2 separate regions of the Rattus norvegicus genome follow, and region 2 is linked to region 1. Evidence: chromatin contacts called from public Hi-C data. All regions are on one chromosome and are shown on one strand. Each heading gives the region's core, a stretch centred on a gene start, on an enhancer-like site or on the middle of the called end of the contact. The rest is flanking DNA. Distances are from core to core; before and after follow the strand shown. Region 1 overlaps Rft1 (RFT1 homolog). Region 2 holds the start of Nek4 (NIMA-related kinase 4).

Evidence for each region. A called contact is a pair of places that touch in the nucleus more often than the background predicts.
Region 2: a contact with region 1 is called in a Hi-C map of mammary epithelial cells, with 1.9 times the contacts expected there. The contact joins the promoter of Nek4 here to the enhancer-like site in region 1. A contact is called at or near these places in 4 of 12 Hi-C or Micro-C datasets (the Rat2 cell line, Schwann cells, liver and 1 more).

Annotation. Positions count from the first base shown.
Region 1 is chr16:5,849,270-5,854,294 of GRCr8, forward strand. The region is part of intron 6 of Rft1 (RFT1 homolog); the gene reads left to right. Among named protein-coding and RNA genes, the nearest start is that of Rft1, 18 kb to the left of the region's middle. Within about 2 kb of position 2,397, at least 7 of the 93 cell types and tissues checked have an H3K27ac peak or open chromatin away from gene starts, as enhancers often do.
Region 2 is chr16:6,149,150-6,154,174 of GRCr8, forward strand. Nek4 (NIMA-related kinase 4) reads left to right here and starts at 2,270. Exons shown (of 15, transcript NM_001013134.2): 1 at 2,270-2,500; 2 at 4,425-4,691. The coding sequence starts at 2,408.

The sequences.
Region 1 (5,025 bases), core at 1,147-3,646:
GTAAAGAGAGGAAGGAGTCTTAGGCCAGGTGTAATGGTGTGTGCATTTAATCCCGACATTTGGGAGGCAGGTAGATCTCTGTAAGTTCAAGGCCAGCCTGGTCTGCATAGTGAGTCCCTGCCCCCAAACGATCACCAAACAAACAACAAGAAGAGAACAGCCTGTCTTCAGCGCTCCCGTGAGCAGCGTACCTGCATGTCTCCTTGAGAGCTTTCTACACCAGGCTCCTGTAAAACTACTCACAGTCACGTGTAAGATCAGCTGCGCCAAACGTTAAGGTTTCCTTTCCTAGTCTTCTAGAATTCTGTTTGTTTTTTTAAAATAGGTATTCATTTGGGTTTATAATAAAATAACGGCACCTCAAATGATGGCCACTTTTTATATTCTTTGGCATGTCTGAGTAACCTGAAATATTTAAGCTGCAGCATTCACCTCGGCAAGCATGTGTTCAGCATGACCCATGTTGAATGCACTGTGCAGAGAGCCGATACACTCAGCAACCACGCTGCAAGACTGCACTTAGTGGTGCCATCAGAGCAGGTGATCGGATGGGTGGAGATTCTACCTGGGAGCTTTCAGGAAGGCTTCCTGGAGGAAGCTGCTTTTTTTTAGATTTATTTATTTATTTAATGTATATGCGTACACTGTATCCGTCTTCAGACACACCAGAAAAGGGCATCGGATCCCATTACAGATGGTTGTGAGCCACCATGTGGGTGCTGGGAATTGAACTCAGGACCTCTGGAAGAGCAGTCGGTGCTCTTAACTGCTGAGCCATCTCTCCAGCCCGGAAGCTGCTTTTGAGCTAGAGCTTAACAGGGGTGGCAGAAGTGAACTGGGATGTGTGGTGATACAGAGAACCACAGGAAGACAAAAGATAGGCTCAGCCTGTTCTGTGGCCTGCGTCGGGTTGGGATTGACATATGGGTTGAGTAGACCAGACAGGGAGAGGGAAAGAAGGGTGGATGGAGTCATAGAGGGAGCTGAACATGGCGTGTGGGCTCTCTGCAAGTGGCAGTGACTTCAGTCGAGTGGAAGGTGACCTTGCTGGGGGCAGTGGAACTTATGGATGGTTTGATTTTAGAATGCAAAAGGATTTGCTATTTTTAATCTTTAAAGTTAAATCTGTTCTTCAACAATTTCGCACACGTACAATCCTTTACTCAAAGACTCACCCTCTCCCAGCTTCCTACTACCCTCATCTACCCTGCCACCTCCCACAGACCTCTTTCTCATTTCATGACTCAAAGGCCACATTCTCAGTCCCAACCCTGAATGCTCCGTCCACCCTGGGCGTCCGCTCCGAGGACACTGAATGACACAGTGTGGTTGACTGAGTGGACGCTCCCCACCACAGCAGTCCAGCATGGATTCCGCCAAGGACGCGCCTGCTGTGGAGGGTCCACAGTTTTCTGTTTTATTTTGTGTCCCACTGAGTTTAGCAGGGACTTCTGTGTGACTGTGGTCTGCAGTTATTGTTGGAACCAGATGGGCATCCAAGTGCAGACGGGGGCTCTCCTTCTTCCAGAGTCTAACAGGGTCTAAGGTAACCCAGCTTCCTGAGTGCTGGGTTACAGGCGTGGGCTGTCACACACATCTGAAGGTTTTTCTAATGGTGCCGTGTAAAGGTGCTTCATGTATCTTGTTTTTCTCTCATTTAGTCTCCTACCACCTCCATCAAATAGGACTTGTTTCTCTCTTTTTGAGACGGGGGTCTCACTGTGTAGCTGGCCTTAGGCTCTTAGTCCCTCCTGCCTTGAGTGCTCTTACTACAGGCATGTGTCACCATGCCTACCTGACCTTAAATGTGAAGTAGAACTTAATCCCATTTTGCAGATGACAAAACCAAGCCTTAGCAAAGTTAACTGTCTAGCCTGTGGCCTTTGGGCTAAGTCAAGAAGCAGTATAAGCCCTAGACTCTAAGCTTGATGCCAAAGCGCAATCTACAGTGAAGGTTGCCCTAGACAGGTTAAGAGTACGACATCTCTGCGGGAGGCTGGCAGCGCTGCAGGTACGAAGTGAGAAGGATGGTCCTGAGGTGGGTGAAAACAGGAGGCAAGTTTGAGGCCATCTGTGGCCTGTAAGAAGAGAAAGTGGGGAGGGGAGTGCTGTAGGTGGTAGAGGTGATGGGCTGTGGCCTCCGCTTCCCGGTGACTTACCAGTGTGGGAGGGACACAGCTGATCATCCGAGTCACAGAAGTTTGGGAAGGGAGCAATGACTCAGCAGGATGAGCCTGGTTCTCGTTCTTGGCCTTTCCTGCAGTTCCTGTCCATCACCTTTCACCTCCCAAGCCTCGGTGTGTCCATTAGCCCAGCATGGATGTCTGCTTAGGAACAGAGTGCAATTGGACCAACCCAGCGTTGTTAGCTAGTCTCCTTCACCAGGCCAAGCAAGGTCTATTCTGGATAGGTACAAGGGTACAAGTCCCCAGAATTTGCTTCTTCTTTTCTACCCCCAGTGGCCTGAGAACCAGAGCCGAGAGTGGACTTCTGCAAACGTGTTCTGAATGAGTGCTTCAGCTGTATTAAGCAGTGTAGCCATTCCTTCTGAGCCACAGGCCATCGACCCTGAAGCATTAGGAGAGGAAGTCCTTGATTATAAGCTTCCAGACTAGTCACTCTCCCAAGGACTTTCTACTCTGAAAGCTGAATTATTTCCTCAAACACATTACTACCTACTGGCAAGCAGGCTTCCAAAATGGAGTCTGGACGACTGGCTCAGACCTCCAATCCCAGCAGTTGAGAGCGTGAAGAGGAAGGATGCCTGCAAGTGTTTGAAGCCAGCCTGGGCTACCTAAGTGAGACTCTGTCTTGGTGGGACACACACACACACACACACACACACACACACACACACACACACACACACACACACGACCCCATGGGCAAACTTCAACTTTTCATTTCCTCTGAACACACCTCAGGAGTTACAGCATGGATCCCTCAGAGGACAGCACTGTGCCACAACAGGGGTGATGGGAAAGATGACTTCCTCACTTCCTCCTCACTTCCCCGAGCTGCCCATGGGCAGACTCTGAGGATTAGCGGTCCACAGTGCCCTCTTGTGGTGTTGTCTGGCAGCTCTCGTCCTGGAGAAAAGCGATGGTTGGGCAGTGTTAAACAGGTGTGACTCGGGGCTGGAGATTTAGCTCAGTGGTAGAGCACTTACCTAGGAAGTGCAAGGCCCTGGGTTCGGTCCCCAGCTCCGGAAAAAAAAAGAACAAAAAAAAAAAAAAAAACAAAAAAAAAACCATGGTGTGACTCAGTTCCTGTGCCCCTTTAGGGCTAGAGATGCCTTGGTGCCTGCTCAGAGCTTACCAGCTCCCTGTGGGCAGTGCAGTCTGGGAGGACTCAGGCCTGTGTTCTCCTTGTCTGTAAGAAAAGGGAAGAGGAGTCAGGGCTGAGAGGAGCCCTGCGTTCTTGGAGTTCTCTTGGAGTTCTCTCTCGTCGTCGCCTGTGACTGTAGAGCATTTTGGAATAATTGGGGTTGAGGCAACAGCAAGGTTAGAATACACACTGCCATTAAAGGTTAGAGCAGAAAAAATAACTCCAAGTGCTGCCTTAGTTCCCTACAGTCAGCACACGGCAAAAGTGGTATTTCCAGTTAAGTTAAGACCGGGAGGCAGGATGTGATGGTGTGCCTATAATTCCAGCACTTGGTAGGTGGGGCAGGAGTTCAGTGTCATCCTCAGCTTAGCTATGGATTGGGTTCAAGGCTACATGGGCCATATCAGACCCTACCTTAAAAATAAGAACAGGGCTACCTCATCTGTCAGGGCCTTTGCCTGATTTCAGTTTCCAACACCATATGAACCAGATATGGTGGACTTGGAAGCTGAGGGCAAGAGGATAGAGTGTTCAAGTCATCTTTAGCAAATGAAGTGGCTCGGTTGGTAAAGTTGCTCTTGCCAAACAAACTTGGTAACCTGAATTCAAACCCTGAAATCCATGTAAACTTAGGAGGAGAAAACTGACTCCACAAAGATGTCCCCTGACCGCCACACACATGCTGTGGCATGCATACTCATCCACCCGTATTATGCACGCACGCACACGCACACACACGAATGCACGCACCCACGCACCCACGCACGCACGCACAGCATTTTGTTTTGTCTTTCTAGTCAGACTTTTTAGCTTCTTTATGGGTTCCTATCTCTAGCCCATTCCTTCCAACCCCAGCACTAGGTAGGAGAGAAAGAAGGCTAGAGGGGAAGGGGACCATCAGGGTCGTCAGATGCCTCCTGCTGACTAGGGGTGTCAGTTCCTCGGGACAGTTTTGCTATTTGTTGTCAAGATATCACCAGCCAGCAACCAGCAGCATCAGGAGAAATAGCAGCTGCCTTACCCCTCTCAGGGATCTAGCATTTTATACTTTCTCAAGAGTCTCCCACATTCCAAATGTCAGATACTTGCAGAAACTAGCTAGCTGCAGCTGACAAAATCACACCCCTGCCAGAGCACGAGGCAAATCATAGTCTGCCACTGTGGACAACCGAAAGCAGCCCATATCCCACACCTAGGATTAAAACAAACACATTCCTATAACATTTCTATGTTTTTAAAGAAAACCACAATTCTCACTACATGTTTTAATTAGCTAGCTATGGTGTTGTATGTCTGTAATCTCAACATGCCGAGATAAGAGGCTCATAGAGCCAGCCTGGGTTACATAGTGTAACCAGGGTACAATAAGCCAATATTGATTATCAACCCAGCAGGAACCAGAAGCATCAGGCATGTCTAGGTAAATTGGGTTGGGAAGAACCATGAGTTGGGATCTGGTGGTTTCCATCTATGATCAGTTGGTCCTGATGCTCTAGGTCCCATGTCAGGGTAGCACATGTGGCAGAAGTACATGGCTGAGCAAAAAAGTTTTCCTCCTGATTAGGAAGGGAAAGAAGGGAACAGGCTGGGGTTGCACAGTGCCCTTCAAAGCACACCCTTAGTGGCCTGAGCCCTTTCCACTGGGCACCACTAAAAGGCTCTGCCACCTTCCAGTCAGGGCCCACTGAGGACCAGGCT
Region 2 (5,025 bases), core at 1,020-3,519, 300 kb after region 1:
TGGGACCATATCTTTGCCAGAGATTGACTTCCGCTGTCTTTATTTACCAATCAAACAACTAGGGACTCTCCCCGTAATGAAAAGATACATCATTAGTCCTTTATGACTATTTTATTACATAATGCCCTCTAAATCTTTCCATGTTATTGATGTTACTGTATCTCAGAATTTGCTTTCTTTTATATCACTTCAGAAGATGCATACACATGCACGAACACATGCACACACACATATACACACATACACACATACACATACACACACATCACATACACACACATCACATACACACATACACACATACACTACACACATATACACACACATCACATACACTACACACATATACACACACATCACATACACACATATACACACATGCACAAACACATCACATACACACATACACACATACACACACATATACACACATACACACACATACACACACCACATATAATATCATCTACTCATCCAATGATAGGAACTTAGCTTGTTCCCATTCTTTGTTCGTGGGAATATCTATGTGATCACAGATGTACAAATATCTGTTTGACTCCCTGTTCTTATTGTATGCACTTATTTATGTATTTATTTTTGGTGTATGTATCCTGAGGTAAAATGGTTTGATTACATGTGTAATTTTTTCAAGGAGCTTGATACCAATTTCCACACAAGCTGAGCCATTTCCCGTTCTCATCAGCAATGCACAGGGTCCTAATTTCTCCATATCCTTTGGTCTATATCTTAATATATTTGAGTGACTGCATCTGCCAAAATGATCTAGTTACACATTTAGGTTTGGTACATTTCTTCGGAATGACAATTTCCTCTCCATAAGAAAACCAAACAAAGGGAACCATAAATGAATATTGAATTCTAGTTAGTGATATTGCTAAAGATAAGCAAAGGCAAGCATTTGCTAGAGCTGAGGGGGCAGACCGTTGTCTAGTAACTATTGACAGTAGTAGCAGGCAAAGCTGAGCTTCATTCAACTGGGCAGAGGTAACTGGGTCTTTTAAAGCGAGAATGAGGGCTGGGCATGGAGGCACACACCTGTAATTCCACACTCAGAAGGCAGAGCCAGCTTCTTCCCTTTCATGCCTGCCATCATTCCAAGTTGTTGAGCCTTATCTGCATGCTGTAGAAGAGACACCATTTCCATTACCTGCTACGCAAAAGCAAATGGATAAGTAAAACTTAAAGATCTTCCTCTCCTGCATGGCTTCCCAAATATTCTCCCCATTCTGTGGCTTGCCATTTGTTATCCTGTGACATTTCCCCCTTTCCCTAGAGTTCTATTCCATACCCCTACGTTAATGCAAATATTATGTTACTTACAGAAGGCAGAGGCAGGCTGATCTCTCTAGAACTCTGGGCTATATGTGCTGACATAGTGAGACCTCTTTTATAAATACACACACACACACACCAACAAATGATGAAGGGAAATAGAGAAGTGAGCACCGAGGCTCCTTGGCAAACTGAAAATTTCCAATTACACACAAGAGATAGGTAGATCTTATCTCAACAACAGTAACATCATCATCATCATCATCATCACCACCACCATCATAAGTAATAGTTGGTTATTGTAAAAGCAATTCCACCAGCTATATTTGCTAGTTGACTATTATAAAAGATGGGATTGTATCTTCCCACACAAAATGGGAATCAAAATTTTTTTTGATGCTCCGTGGAAGTAGCATGAAGCTCTGTGAAGTCTTTCAGGATGGTGGTTTGGCAATCATTCTGTGAGAGATCTTTGCAAGTCTCAGTAAAGCACGCTGAAACTTTTAGGGATGAAGTGTACTGATGTCTTCACTGCACTTTACAAAGCATCAAAAACGCAGGCCGAATACTGGCATGCGACAAAACAGAGCAAACATTGGTGAAATCTAGAGTTGTCCACTTTTTCAACTGAATGTGAGTCAAGCACAGAAACGGCTAATGTTTGTAGAACGAATGAACCATATTCGTAACAGGCTTGAAACCAGCAAGGAGTCATCGAGCAAGTGCAGAACCAAAGCGTAGAAGTGCGGCTCGGGAGTCACTCTGGCCTCCCAGGAGCGACGCTCTATGGCAGGTCCTCCGGGACCGCTCTGGCCGCTTCAGTGACGCATCGATGGTTGGTCATCCCCTTCCCCGCCCCCTCAAGCACCAGGAGCCGCTCTGGCCGCCGCGTCTAGGTCGGCTCTATGGCGCGTCTTCCGACTCTGCGCATGCGCAGGACTACCCCGCCTGTATCGCTATGGTAGCGGCGTCCGGGTGGGCCGGGCCTGGAAGCTCCTACACCGGGTGGGCCGCGATTATGGACGACTTCACTTCCAGTCGGGCATGAGCGGGGCCTCCCGCTGCCTTATGCGCCGCTACCGCAGCTTCCCGACTGTAGGCCTCCTTCGGGAACATGCCCCAAGCCGCATACTGTTACTTGCGGGTCGTGGGCAGGGGTAGTTACGGGGAGGTGACGCTCGTGAAGCATCGGCGGGACGGCAAGCAGGTCGGGGACTTGGGACCTGGCCAGGGGCGATGAGGGAAGGGGTATGGGTACTGCGAGGGCGTCCTCAATTCTACTAGGCCCGGAATGGTGGGCAGGGACTCACCTCGCATACGAGGTCAGCTTCCCAACTTCCCCTATAATAGGAGCCCCAAACTTTGTCTATTCTTTAGAATTAATTAGTGTACTTTATCTACAAACCTGTCACCTGAAAGTTTCTTGAGAACAGGGGCCATGTGTTCCCAAGGCCTAAATCAGTGCCACCTGATAAGCCCTGTCTCTTGTGCAACTTGGGCTGCTTAAAAACTCATCACCTTCTCGCCAGCACTTTCTCACGGTCCCTACTTCAGTGAGTAGCTTGACCAGCCGTGCAGTTTCCGAAGCTGGACTCGAGACAATTATCTGTAATGTCTCCAACGCTGATTATATTCCCGCCACTACTAGGTCAAACCGGCATCTTCATCTCTGTTGGTAACACCCCAATACAGGCCACCAGTCTTTGTAGCTAAATGCCCACTCCTTCCCAACTAGTTCCTGTTACCTGCTTTCTTTTCTCTAACCTGTCACTTCGGCCGCAGGGGTCTTTCTTAAACTAAAATCTGGCATTACTGCTTTGTGTAAAGTACTTTCTGCCATCACCTAAAGGCTAATGAACCAGTTTTTCAGGATGCTTTGCTCTCAGAGTGGCCATAGAATGCTTTGCAAGAGCAGGGACAATTATAAAGCTGATAAGCGATATCTCAGAGTTCTACCCAGACAGTGATAACAACAAGCTGAGAGAGTACACACCCCTTAAGTATAAGACCCACTCTCCTACTCTTCCTCGGGACATATGCTAAATTCTCTGCCTAGAACACAAGCTTTCACATAGGTTGATTGAGTAGGCACCCCGGGGAACTGTGGGACATTTGTGCTAAGAGTGAGAGTTTAGCTATAACAATAATTTTGAGTAGTAGTTTGCACTTCAGGAAACACATTTCTATGTGTGTTTATTGAAGGAGTGAGTATGTGATCTTTGAGATGCTTGAGAGCAGTATATTAGATTGCAAAGGATTTTATTTTTAATGGGATTGGTCCTATGTGGAGGGCCACTGATACTTTAACTTTATTGGGGCCATGAGTATCTAATGCATCTCATTCCGTTCACAGATGCACATTTAAGCTATATCTTAATGCTTATTGATAGGGAGAATTTAGATGTTAAGGACTTTCTTTTTAGTTGGTCTAATAGTATGTTAGGTTCACTTTTTAGTCATTAGTAATTTTTTTTTTTGAGATAGCATATCACTATGTTTGTTTGTCTTCAAAATTCTGGGCCTAAGTCACCCTTCTGCCCCAACCTTCAGAATGGTTGGGATTGCAGAGTCAAGAAGTAGTAAACTGCAAAGGGAAGGGTGACTTGTTCAGCTATGACCTGGGGTGGGCTCGTCTGGCGGACGTAAGTAGTAGAGTACTTGTCTAACGTGTGCCAGGCCCTGTTTAACGCTGGCACGGAACAAAAGCGTAATTGTCAATAGCAAGTATTACCCCCAGTTTTATGCTGTTTTGTTTTGATTTGATTTGATCTGATTGTTCGAGATAGGGTTTCTCTGTGTAGTCCTGGCTGTCCTGGACCTTGCTCAGTAGACCAGGCTGGCCTCAAACTCAGAGATTTGCCTGCCTCCGCCTCTCGAGTGCTGGGATTATATTCACGCACTCACCAGCACCACCTGGCTAAGTTTATGCTTTTTGATCATCTCGCTGCCTCGTCTTCTGTGCATTGTACTGGTAATTTTACGCCTTTTGAAAACAAGTCTCAATAGGTTATCTGATAGACCCCAGAAGGTTGGTTTTTGAAGGCTGGGCATTCACAAGAACTCTTAGCTACTTCTGAACCCCGAGATTCAGTTTTCTTACACCTCGTGAAAGTTTGCATTTCCTTTGCTAGTATGTCATCAAAAAGCTGAACCTCCGGAATGCCTCCAGCCGGGAGCGTCGAGCGGCAGAGCAGGAGGCTCAGCTCCTGTCTCAGTTGAAGCACCCCAACATTGTCACCTACAAAGAGTCATGGGAGGGCGGAGACGGTCTGCTCTACATCGTCATGGGCTTCTGCGAAGGAGGCGATCTGTACCGGAAGCTCAAGGAGCAGAAGGGGCAGCTTCTGCCTGAGAGTCAGGTGGTGGAGTGGTTTGTCCAGATCGCCATGGCCTTGCAGGTACTGTCACACCCATGTCTCCTGTGGGCTCCAGTGCAGCAGGAGGCTGGCAAGTGTATTTTCCTGGGCCAGGGATGACTCCATTGGCTGTGAACGATCTCACCAACACAAAGTTAGAAGTAGAATTTACTAAATATCCTGAGGTACAAGAATGAAGAGAGAAATTGTTTGTACAGTAATATTTTTAGGGCTGCTTCTATGAGAGGTGTTTTCACACGGGCAGCCAGGCGGTGTCCCAGTGTCACAGCGCCCTGGTTATTTAGGATTCATTAGGGGGGACACTGGTGTGGCGCTCCTGTCAGGGTGCTTAGACAGACATTAAGTTCACAGTGTC